Linked DNA regions of Gossypium hirsutum: region 1 is linked to region 2. A link is a contact called in public Hi-C data. All regions are on one chromosome and are shown on one strand. Each heading gives the region's core, a stretch centred on a gene start, on an enhancer-like site or on the middle of the called end of the contact. The rest is flanking DNA. Distances are from core to core; before and after follow the strand shown. Region 1 has its middle 18 kb from the start of LOC107918002. Region 2 holds the start of LOC107918013 (aldehyde oxidase GLOX1).

The links. Hi-C and Micro-C count contacts between places; a contact is called where the count stands out from the background.
Region 1: a Hi-C map of leaf shows a contact between it and region 2, with 2.9 times the contacts expected there. The contact joins the enhancer-like site here to the promoter of LOC107918013 in region 2. A contact is called at or near these places in 2 of 34 Hi-C or Micro-C datasets (both in leaf).

Annotation. Positions count from the first base shown.
Region 1 is chrA01:23,266,184-23,272,355 of Gossypium_hirsutum_v2.1, reverse strand. No RefSeq gene overlaps it. Among protein-coding and RNA genes, the nearest start is that of LOC107918002, 18 kb to the left of the region's middle. Within about 2 kb of position 2,710, at least 1 of the 9 cell types and tissues checked has an H3K27ac peak or open chromatin away from gene starts, as enhancers often do. A contact at or near this core is called in leaf, where this site is marked.
Region 2 is chrA01:23,026,506-23,032,373 of Gossypium_hirsutum_v2.1, reverse strand. LOC107918013 (aldehyde oxidase GLOX1) reads left to right here and starts at 3,891. Exons shown (of 2, transcript XM_041111670.1): 1 at 3,891-5,418; 2 at 5,498-5,806. The coding sequence starts at 4,026. The coding sequence ends at 5,562.

The DNA.
Region 1 (6,172 bases), core at 1,461-3,960, 240 kb before region 2:
GGTATCATTAGTTGAGGGTTAAGGAGACTGATGTATATAAGGCTGCATTTAGGACTTGTTATGGACATTAAGAGTTCCTAGTTATGCCTTTTGGTCTGACAAATACTCTGGCCACATTCATGGATTTGATAAACCGAGTGTTTCAGCCCTATTTGGATTAGTTCGTCGTAGTCTTCATCAACGACATTTTGGTTTACTCTAAGACTGAGGATGAGCATGATGAGCATCTTAGAGTAGCGCTTCAGATTCTGCGTGAGAAGTAGCTTTACGATAAGCTAAGCAAGTGTGAGTTTTGGTTGGGTGAAGTAACTTTTCTGGGGCACGTGGTTTCCACTGAGGTGATTTGTGTTGATCCTCGAAAGATTGAGGCTATGTTGGATAATTTTATAATATGAGAAAATGTTAACAAAATATAAAAAATAGAAATTGTTTTGTAAAAATATTATAAAATATAGTGTGGCATTTAGTCCATGTTGTTAGTTAAAAGAGGAAGGAATCCCACATTGTTTAGGAACAAGCTGCAAACTTATTCATGAGTCTATATATACACATATCTCATATCTCACATTGCTTAAGAAAACAACAGAAATGGGACTTTCAGTCTATATAAAGATTTGCTTGTAAGTTTTATTTCCATATTAATTGGTGAAACCTTAAAAAAAATGGTGTTGTCACTTTAAGCCTTTTTTAAGGTCTATTCTTATAAATTTTTAAAAAAAATTGGTCTATTTTTATAATATTTAAAAATGACCTTTTTTGAAAATTTAAACTCGGGCTAAAACGCGTCCTTGGGGGAGCGTTTTTGCCACATCAGCAAAGCACGTCCATGAGGGTGCGAGTTTTGCTAACATGGCAAAAACGCTCCCCTAGGGAAGCATTTTGCTGGCATATCCCCTGAAATCGCGCTGACGTGGATGTGTTTTTGCAAAATTTGACTTTTTTCGGTAAATAATAAAAAAATTGACTCATTTCTGTAATTAAATTTTGAAAAGGGCCTTTTTGAGTAAAATGGCCAAAATATTTTATTTTATAATTAAGGTATTTTTATGTATATATTTTATAATACATAAAAATTAATTTTTATAATTATCTCTTTTAATATATTATCTCTTAAATTTGAATTTGAATTCTTTTCATGTAATATAACTAACATATTAATAATTCTTGTTTGTAATTGTTCCAACATTTTAAGAATAAATATAATCGCTATTTTATGGTATCAAATTTTGATAATGATTTTGTGGACATACATTCACATATTTTGCTACTTATAATTTAAAGAATAAGATTTATAGCGGTACTCCGATTTGGATATTATAGACAAAAATGGCCAGCATATAATTAAACTAACTGATTAAACCGATTAAAGAAAACTAGAGGTTTCAAAGTTCTCATCAAAGATGGACTTGCTCGTTGAAGTTTGAAAATTCATCCATATGGGTTTAAACAAAAGTATCTTGTTTAAAAATTGTTGAATTTAATGTTTGAGTTTTAATTCGATTGGTATTGGTATTATTATTAATGTAGGAGGATATGGGTTCGATTCCATTGAAGCGCATTATCCTCCTATTTAAGAATTGGGGAGGGACTATGGGTAATTCTAATTATATCGTATCAAAAATAACAAATATCATAAGATAATAATCTATAATGTTAAAATAATGGGTTCAGCTTAGACTTTAATTTAAGATTATAAAATGTTATATTTTTATTTTCTTTTACGAATTATGTTATTCTAATTATATGAAAATTAAAATTTTATATTATAATGTAAATATTAAAAAAAACTATATAATGGTAATACAAGAAATATATAATTACTAACTATTAAATAAAAATAATGTATATGTGCATGCTTAAACGGACTCAGATTAATCATTTATAAATTTAGATAGATTTGTGCAAAATTTGACACTCATATTAATCACGGTTGGATTTGATCAACTATCTATGATATTGATATCATACATGAACTTAATCCGTTGACACCTTTAATCTCCCTTATTCAAGAGTCTTGATTCATCTCAATCGAGTCTTGAATAGTAAATTTTGTTAATCTAAGTTTCAATCTTATTCGAATTCATATTTAATAATAAAATATTATTCATATTGTTTTAAAGGCCTAAAGGAAAAAAAATCACAAAATAATTAAGAAATAATTTAATCTTCTCTTAGAATCAATTAAGCCATTAATCGAAAGTTAACAATCAATTAAGCTCTTAAAATATATATTTTTTTGTTGAAACACATAACGAATTGTTAAATGTAGAAATGGCAGCTAACGTGGATAAAATAATGATGTGGAGGTTATTGTGGTGTTTGACATGGAAAAATGCTAATGCAGGGGCTTAATTAATTTTTTAAATTATTTTACGAAGGCTTAATTAGTTTTTAGAAAATGTAGAAAAATTATTAAAAAATTATAAAAAGAAATTATATAAAAATAATAAAATGATAAAAGAAATATAATTTATTAAAAATACAAAATTTATAAAAGGAGAAGTAATTTTAAATTTTTTAATAATTTATATAATTTTTCCTATAAGTTTCAATTTTTTTAATAATTCTATAATATTTTAATAAGTTTAAAAAAAATTTATAAACAAATTGATTCTCATTTTTGTTTTCTTTCACACATTGCCCTACATTATACCCCAACCTATCCTTCTCAACTTCCCTCACATCACTTCTCATCAATTAAAACTATTACTCATCACTCACTTTAAACTTCCAAACTACTAGAATCCCTCACTCAGCACCTCACACAATCCCCATCACTATCACACATCAAGCTTCCTATTTTTTTATTACCAAAACCAAAGGCTCCAACCTTCAAAATAACAAAATTATTATTTAATTTTAAATAATTTACCATATATTTAATATATTTATAATTTTACTAAATTTAATATATTTTTATCATATTAATAAATTTTATAACTTATTTCATAGTTTTCTATAAATTTTTAATAAATTATCTATAATTTCTAAAAGTTTTATAATATTTCTATGATTCTTGCATAGTTTTTTCGTAATATATTAATAATAATTATAAATTTAATTATTTTTTTAAATTTTCTATTTTTTTATAATTTTTTACAATTTCTAATATTTATAATGTTTTATTATTTTTCATAATATATTAAAATTATACAAAAATTATAATTTTTTAATTTTTATAGTTTTTAATAATTCTTATAATATTTTAATAATTTTTAGACTTAAATAATTACAAAAATTAATTAAATCTTCACATTAGATTTTTTTTATATATTAAAAGCAATGTCAACTGTCACATAATCATTTTTCCATATCACATGTTGGCTGGTAGCCACCACATCATCCTTAACTGTTTATCAAAGGCTTTGACAGAAACTAAATTCTAAGTGTTCAACTGATTGCTAATTTTTGATTTGGAACTCAATTGATTGTAGTTCTTTATTAACAGATTAATAATTTTTAATTATTTTACGATCACTTTTTTGACATTTAAACTTATTTTAAACAATGAAATGAGTTATCTTACTCTATTCTGTAATCTGTAACATATGTAAAAGCACAAATTTAAAAACTTTTTTGAACTAACGACAATATTCTTTAGTTTCAATTATATTTTTAAATTAATATTTAAAATTATTACTACTATACTTTTTAACAATAAATAACTTGTGATACTTTTATTTACTCTAAAAATAGTTATAATTTCACATAAAATATTTACCATTTTAGCCAATTGGAAGTTAACATGTGGAAGCATATCCACATTGTAATGCCCTAAATTTTTTTATTATTTCGGTTTCTGTAAATTTTTATACAAGCATCTGTCTGCTTCAGTGGCTAAATGTTTTGAGTGTGCGTGAGAGGTCTTGGGTTCAAGTCTCACATTTGGTAATCTTTGTTATCTTTGGATCCAAGCCTTATCCTTATTCAGTGGGCTTATATTAAATTGCTTGTAAATTTATATCAGAATAAGCCTACTGGTTTAAGTGGTAAGGAAGTTTGTGTGTTGGGGGGTCTTAAGTTTGAATCTCTGTGTGAGCGTGGATAATATATTTTTGCTCGATTGTCTGATGGTGTAAAATTAAGGAGGTTATCAGATTGCTGATTCTGTCCAGTTTTAATTCTTTTTCCCAAAATTTTTGTCCCTAACATTTTTTCTCTCTTCCCCTATCTCTCACTTTCTTTTTTTTCCTCTTCTTTAGGTTTCTGCTGTTCTCTTGTTCGTCTGATTGTGACTAAGGTTTTTGGAATCGTTAATCAGTTTGGTAAGTAGTTGGGCGATTGTTATCATTTAGGTTTTCTTTGAATTGTGGTCAATCTTAATGATTAGCCGATAAGTAGAAGTACTCGATGAATTCTGTGGTGTAGGAGAAGATTGTGAGGCAGGAAATTGCTTTTTGACGGCTTGATTTGAGGCGGTGGTCATTTTTGTTTAAGCTGTAAGTCGGTTTTGCATAATTGGATGAATCGTGTTAGGCTTATTTTTTGTTACTAAAAGGTGTTGAACATCCTATTTTAGGTAGTGGTGGTCTCAAGAGTGGTTTTGCAGCAAAAACGAATCAGTTGTGTTCCTGAAACGCAGAAAAATGAGTTTCGACGAAAGCTAAAAAATTGTTCTGTTGACACCGCACGGGCGAGTGGCTGACCGTGTGGATGGCCGTGTACGAGACACTACCGTGTGGGCCATACTGGCTTGGCCAAGTTAGGCGTGTGGGCCCACACGAGTAAGGCCAAGTATGGGCGTGTGGACCCAAAATTCTGAAATTTTTCCTACGGTTGCACGGGTTGTTCCAATCGACCGTAGGCCTATTGTAGGGTCAATAAGGGCTATTTAAACCCTATTTTGAATGTTATGATATTCTGATAGACTGATCCGAGTAGGATACTAAATGTATGCCTGACTGTACTGCCATAGGTATATCTGTTATTTGTATAAAAGTAAGTCGAGCATGTTTAATCTGATAAATCTGTATGTGATTTTCTGTATCTGATTTGGGGTAGGATTTGTATATGAGGAGGATGTATTTTGTTCGGTGTTAATCGCATTTATTCTGGCAGCTTGGCTGCATACTATCTGATATGTGTCTTAATGGCACATCGTGGTGTGTAGGGATGGATAGGTATTTTTAACCCCACATGGTGTAATGGGATGGTCGGAGTTGGTGTGTAGAGGATGAGGTTAGAATTCTGCATATCTAAAACTAAAACTGTTATCTGAATCTAAATCTGAAACTAAATCTGTATCTGTATCTGACTGTGCATGTTATTCTGTGTGTTTGCATGCTTAATTCTGTTGGGTTATACACTGAGTTTTTGTAAACTCACATCTGTTGTCTTTTTTGTCAGGTAATCCACAGACTTAGGCGGATTGTTGCGACGGAGCCTCTTGGTGACCACGAGTTCATAGATTGGTTATGTTTATGATTTTTATTTTAAAGATTATTTCTGGATTTTTGTAATAATTGGACTCTTCAGACTTTTTGACTGATTTACTTTTGGGTTTGGATTTTCGTTTTAGGATTTAACTTGCGACTGATATCTAAAAACTATGATTTATACTAAAACAAAGGTTTTTCTAAAAATATGAACTGATTTCTTGAAATATATCGTTTTTGTAAGCTTCTGCTATTAAACATGTTTTAAGGCTAATTAATTAATTGAATAAACATTTTGACAATGGATAAAGGAAAATATGAGTTTTAAAACTGAAATGGTTTTAACGTGTAGTGTTCGATATTAAAACCCATTCTTTATGACATTTCCGGATTCGACCATATCGTCTAGGTCAGGTTTGGGGTGTTACATTTAGTGGTATCAGAGTTAGGTTGTAAAACTTGACTGTGAATTTTGGGCTCCAAAATTATATTTCAAAAAGAATTGATTTTGAAATAATTTAAATAATTTGAACAATTTGAGAAAGTATATGGTACACTGAGTCTCCGGCGTCGATCCTGTAAGTATTTCTGAAACTTAGTTAAAACTTTTCTAAAACACTGTAGATAGTACATTCTGAAACTGTACTGAGTAGTTAAAGATGGAAACCTTTGGAAACAATTCTGAACTTCTGATAATTTATGCATAAAAGGTCTGCTAATAATACTGGAACTGATGCATAAAATTTTTAATATAGATAAAACTCAAAATATATAATGAGCGCTCGTAGAACTCGCGG
Region 2 (5,868 bases), core at 2,642-5,141:
TTCATAGACGAAGGAAAAGGCAGGTAGGGGAAAAATAATAATGTTTTGCAGAAAATTACTAAAAATATGGAATCAAACATTTAAGATAGCAATCTGCAAACTAAAATAGAAAATGATGTCACTTTGTTTAAGTAATTAATGTACCCAAACATTTAAGATATCCCAAAACGATATATACATTAAATTAAATAAAATCGACGTGTGTTTTTCTAATTTAAAGCATGAAAACACAAAAGAAGATTGAACAGCTCATTCAGGTTCCAATATTCCCAAACATTTTACTTATTCATATCAATCCTGCTACAGCCTGCTTTCCATTTCCACGTCTTACTATCTGTCACCTAAGTTCCGTTACCAATCTAAAATATTGACCCACCATGTGCCTCAATTTCCATACCATCGCCCCAATAAATCTGAGTTTTTCAATTCCATCATGCTATACATGAGTATCCTAGTCTTAGACCGGTTAAACTGTTTTAATATTTTTTTATGAATTATTTAATTAAATTATTTGGATCGGTGAACTAAAGAATCAGAGACTTAATCGATTTAATCACTAGTCTAGTTCTGAAGATTTTATATCTATAGCTCTCTCTTTTTTATATATTTTTTGAATATCTAAAACCCTAATAAATGGAAGAATACTATGTGACATTAACCTACAATAACAAACAATTATAACAATAACAATACCAGTTGAACCAATATTTAATTGATAAATACATGGTGCGGCCTTTGGGCTTGATTTTGAAGCTATATATACTTTAAGGAAATATAGTTAAAAGCAAATGGTACGTACCAATTGGCAAATCCAGAAAACTTCGTCTTTACAGTTGGTGGTTGTGGTTGCAAGCCAAAACAAAACAAAGTGAAAGAACAAAACAGCCACTTTTTGGTTTGGACTAGAAAGATATCAGAATCATTCTTTTGGTTACGTACAACTAAGATGGAATATATTTCCGAATCCAAGCCTCAATTTCTTCAAACACAAGTTAGGCCAAAAACCATAACTAGATAATATATACGTAGTATATAACTTTACGTGTTTAATATTTAATTAATTTTATAATTATTATATTTTTAATTATAATAATTAATGTAGAATAATATTTATTATTTAATTTATTAAATATAATTAAAATATATTAAGGATTATAAATTTATTAATTTCGTCAAAGTAGTTGTTTATTTTTTTTAAGTGATGTTACTTTCGTCCTCATTTTAACGGCATGCAGAACTTAGAGGGAATTGGGATAGCAACAGCACGGGTGGGTCAGATTTTTGTTTGGTCTGACCCGATGTATTACTTATATGCTCCAACTCGACCTGCCTTTAAAAAATAACCTGCCTCGAAAAATGAAAATGTATCCAACCAGCCTCCATATGTAAGACTTGCATTTTCTTTTCTTTTTTTTGACAATTTTCAATTTTTATGTTGTTGTGCATGAAATATTTTTTTTTATTTTTCTTATTAAATTTCATTTTTATATTTTATTTATGCAACACTTTCAAATCATGGGTTAATTACAAAAGATGAAGAAATTATGGAATAGAAAAAATAAAGAAAAAGGTCTGTACTAGAGTAGAATACAGAGGTGGCAACACAAATAAAGGGAATGAGGATGGAAAATTAATATATTGTATACAAGGGTAACTTTGTAATTACCTTGGGATGGTAGGTTTTTTAAATCCGATCTTGATTCGACCCGGACACTATTAAAAAAAAATCCTCTATTCACTTCAAATTTGATTTTAAAATAAAAGAAAAAATTCAATCTTATCAAGTTAAGTCAATTAGTTAGAACCTTTAAATATGATTTCTTTGTTTCTTTTTCTTTTGCCATCTCTAGTTGGATTCAATGCATTAGATTCAAATCCTTATTTTCCGTATAGAATTAATATATTATTTATGTAATGTTAATTATAATTGTAAATATCAATAGAACGCATCTCAATATTTATAATAAGAATCAATTATTATAAAGTATAATCGAATTGATAATTAAAGTACATTTAAATTAAAATTAAAATAAATTTATAAAAAGAAAAACAAAATCCATTAATGTTTGAATACAAAAAGAAATTGAAATCAAACAGAAGGATGGGTAATTCTAAAAAATGAAAAAAGAAAATAGATATATTAGTTAAATGAAAACTACATATGGATTAGAGATTTACGCAGCCAGCTAGGATACGTGATTCAGGTAGCTTTTTTGTAGTGATGTCTGCAAATTTGCAGTATCACGTATGCTTTTGTCATTGTACAAAAAGAGAGAGATGAGAAATTCAACCCAAAGATAACTCTGATTCAATTTAAGTTGCAGGGTAGCCATTAGTTCTTTAGGAAAGTCAATAGGGTCCATCACCTTTTGTAATTTTTCTTTTCACCTTCGAAACACAGTGGATTAGTTAATGCATGATGTAGACTCCAACCCAAACTATAGCCACTGCTCGGACCACTGTCACAGCTCATAATTGGTGGATGGAATCGGCAAAATTTATAACTTTACCGGTCCAGCGTATGCTTAAACAAGAATTTAGTTAGTAGAATATCGATTGATTGTTTTTAAGGGAGTGAGATTCAAATTTGATATATTGTTGATGTATAAATTTCATTGGATTATTATTGATAAAATAATTTAATATGATTTATTAATGGTATATTAAATATTATCTCTAAAATATTTTATATTGAAATTTAAGACATTCTATTAAAAATGTTTCTGATACTTAAAATTGTTCCAATTTTATTTTGATGTTTTTCGAATTTAAAACAAAGAAGCATTGCTTTTTCATGTTTTCCATTGGAAGTCTACAAATGATACGATTTGGACAAAAGCAACGTACAGAAAATATCTATAATTATTTAATTTAAGATCGGAATGAAGGAATTGTTAACCCAAGGATTACTTTAAGATTAATTCAAAAGTTTATCAAATATTTTATATAAAAGAATCACTTAATATACATTTGGTATTTGAATTCGATTTTTTTTAATTTAGTACATAAACTTAATACTTTTTTTTAGTTGGTACTTAATTTTTTGGGGGTTTAATTTGGTACATGAACTTGACTCCTTTTTCTAATTTGGCATTTATTCTATTTTTTTCGATTTGGTATTTGTCAAATGTTTTACAAATTACTCCAATATACTAAAAATATTTTTTTATGTGGTAACAAAAATAATCAATATATTTCCGATATATGACAGATAATATGATATTTTTTTGTATTTTTTATGTTCAATTACTTTTAGTTTTATTTATTTTATTAATTGAAAATAATGAATTCCTTTCAATTTGTGGTTTTAAAATTTTTTTATTTAATATTAATTCATTAAGCATAGCTCAATATCTATTTTTTAACATGAATTTACTCTAATACTGACAATATTTTTATAGCATAGTCAAAAAAAATTTTAACACTATTAGTATTTTACGTAATTTATATAACATTTAATAAATTTAGGTATTAAATTGAACATAAAAAAATTTAGATATCAAATTAGACCTGAAACAAATTTAAATACCAAATTAAAAAATATTAAGTTCATATACCAACCTAAAAAAATCTAATTATAAACTTTTTTTTAAGGCAAAATAAACAACAAAAGGAAAACGATAACCATTTGGACCAATTAACTCGATTAACCTAGCTTTAAGTTAAATGATAATTCCAAGTATAAATCCTATTGACCAATCACTGAATAGACGAAATGAAGAAGAAAAGAGAATATAAATACCAAAGTCAATTTAGTTACCAATTCTAAAATTATATTATCGATTTGCTAATCATTCAAACAATCTCATTTTAAAAAAAAAAAAAACTTGGAACATTCATATCCTAATTTTGAAACCAGAAACTAAACCATCGTTTTCATAAAGACAAACCACTACAAGCATCCCACGCAAGACCACATGGTGTGGGAGTCTCAAATCTCAAAGCCTTCATTGCTTCTCTCACCAAGTCCTTTATAAAAGAGTTCCCAAAGCTGACAAGCAGCCATAATATCATCTGCTAAACATATGGCAGAAATGTCAACCCTTTGTACATTTCTTTTCTCACTTCTACTCTTTGCCTCACATCCCCTTATCCTCCCCACTGCTGCCGACGGCCGGTGGCAGCTGCTACAAAAAAGCATTGGCATCTCATCCATGCACATGCAACTCCTTAAAAATGACCGTGTTGTTATGTATGATAGGACTGATTTCGGCCCATCCACTCTGCCATTGGCAAGTGGGAAATGCCACAATGACCCAACCAACACTGCTGTCCAAGTAGATTGTACGGCGCATTCAGTTGAGTATGATGTTTTGAGCAACAAGTTCAGGGCTCTTACTGTCCAAAGCAACGTTTGGTGTTCTTCAGGCGCCGTCATGCCTGACGGTAAATTGGTCCAAACCGGTGGTTTCAGCGACGGAGAACTTCGGGTCAGGGTTTTCAGCCCATGCGAAAGCTGCGACTGGCACGAAACACCAAATGGATTGGCGGCCAAAAGATGGTATGCTACCAATCATGTCTTGCCAGATGGAAGACAAATTGTTGTCGGCGGCCGAGAACAATTTAATTACGAGTTTGTTCCTAAAAACATAGCCGCCGACACGTTCAAGTTGCATTTCCTGTCGGAAACCAATGAACGAGGAGTAGAGAACAATCTCTACCCTTTTGTTTTTCTCAATGTCGATGGAAACCTGTTCATTTTCGCCAACAATCGAGCTATTTTGCTTGATTATGTGAACAACAAGGTGGTGAAAACTTACCCCAAAATACCAGGTGGGGAGCCAAGAAGCTATCCAAGCACAGGTTCGGCTGTATTGCTACCATTGAAGAACTTGACAGCCGCCACTATTCAAGCTGAAGTTTTAGTTTGTGGCGGTGCTCCAAAAGGATCATTTGTCCAAGCATTACAAGGTAAGTTCGTTAAAGCCTTGAACACTTGCGCCAGGATCTCAATAACCGACCCGAAACCAAAATGGGTCTTGGAAACTATGCCTTTAGCTAGAGTCATGGGTGACATGGTATTGCTTCCAAACGGCAAAGTTTTGGTCATCAACGGAGCACGTTCCGGGTCAGCAGGATGGGACTTAGGAAGGGACCCGGTCTTAAATCCAGTGTTATACATGCCTGATAATGAAATCGAGTCACGATTCAAGATACTAAACCCAACAAAGATCCCTCGGATGTACCATTCCACAGCAGTATTACTTCGTGATGGAAGAGTTTTAGTGGGTGGAAGCAATCCTCATGCGTATTACAACTTTACGGGAGTCCTTTACCCTACTGAACTAAGCCTGGAGGCATTCTATCCGGGTTATTTGGACGCCAAATTCAACAATTTACGACCCACCATTGTTGCTCCCAAGTCAATGTCCGGAATCAGATACAATAAGAAATTAAAAATTAAAGTGGTGATTACAGGTGAAGTAACTCTAAACTTGTTGTCGGTGACAATGGTGTCACCAGCTTTTAATACCCATTCCTTCTCTATGAATCAAAGGTTGCTTGTACTTGGAAACGACAAAGTTATGGCATCCGGGAAATCAACGTATGAGATTGAAGTGATGACGCCAGGTTCGGGTAACCTCGCACCTGCAGGCTTTTATCTTTTGTTTGTGGTTCATCAAGACATCCCCAGCCAAGGCATTTGGGTCCATTTGAAATAGTTTTTGATTGATATGTTTGTGAAATTTTGATCATTATTTAGAGAAAGAAATGTTTATTTCAACAATGTGGTAAAATTGTCCCCTACATTAAGCAAATGTATTTACAAATTTGTATCAATAAAAGAGGATAATTGTTTCCGTCAGTTGTTTATTTCTTATAAATGAAGAAATTCATTTGTTAATTAATTCTACACCTACTTTTAAC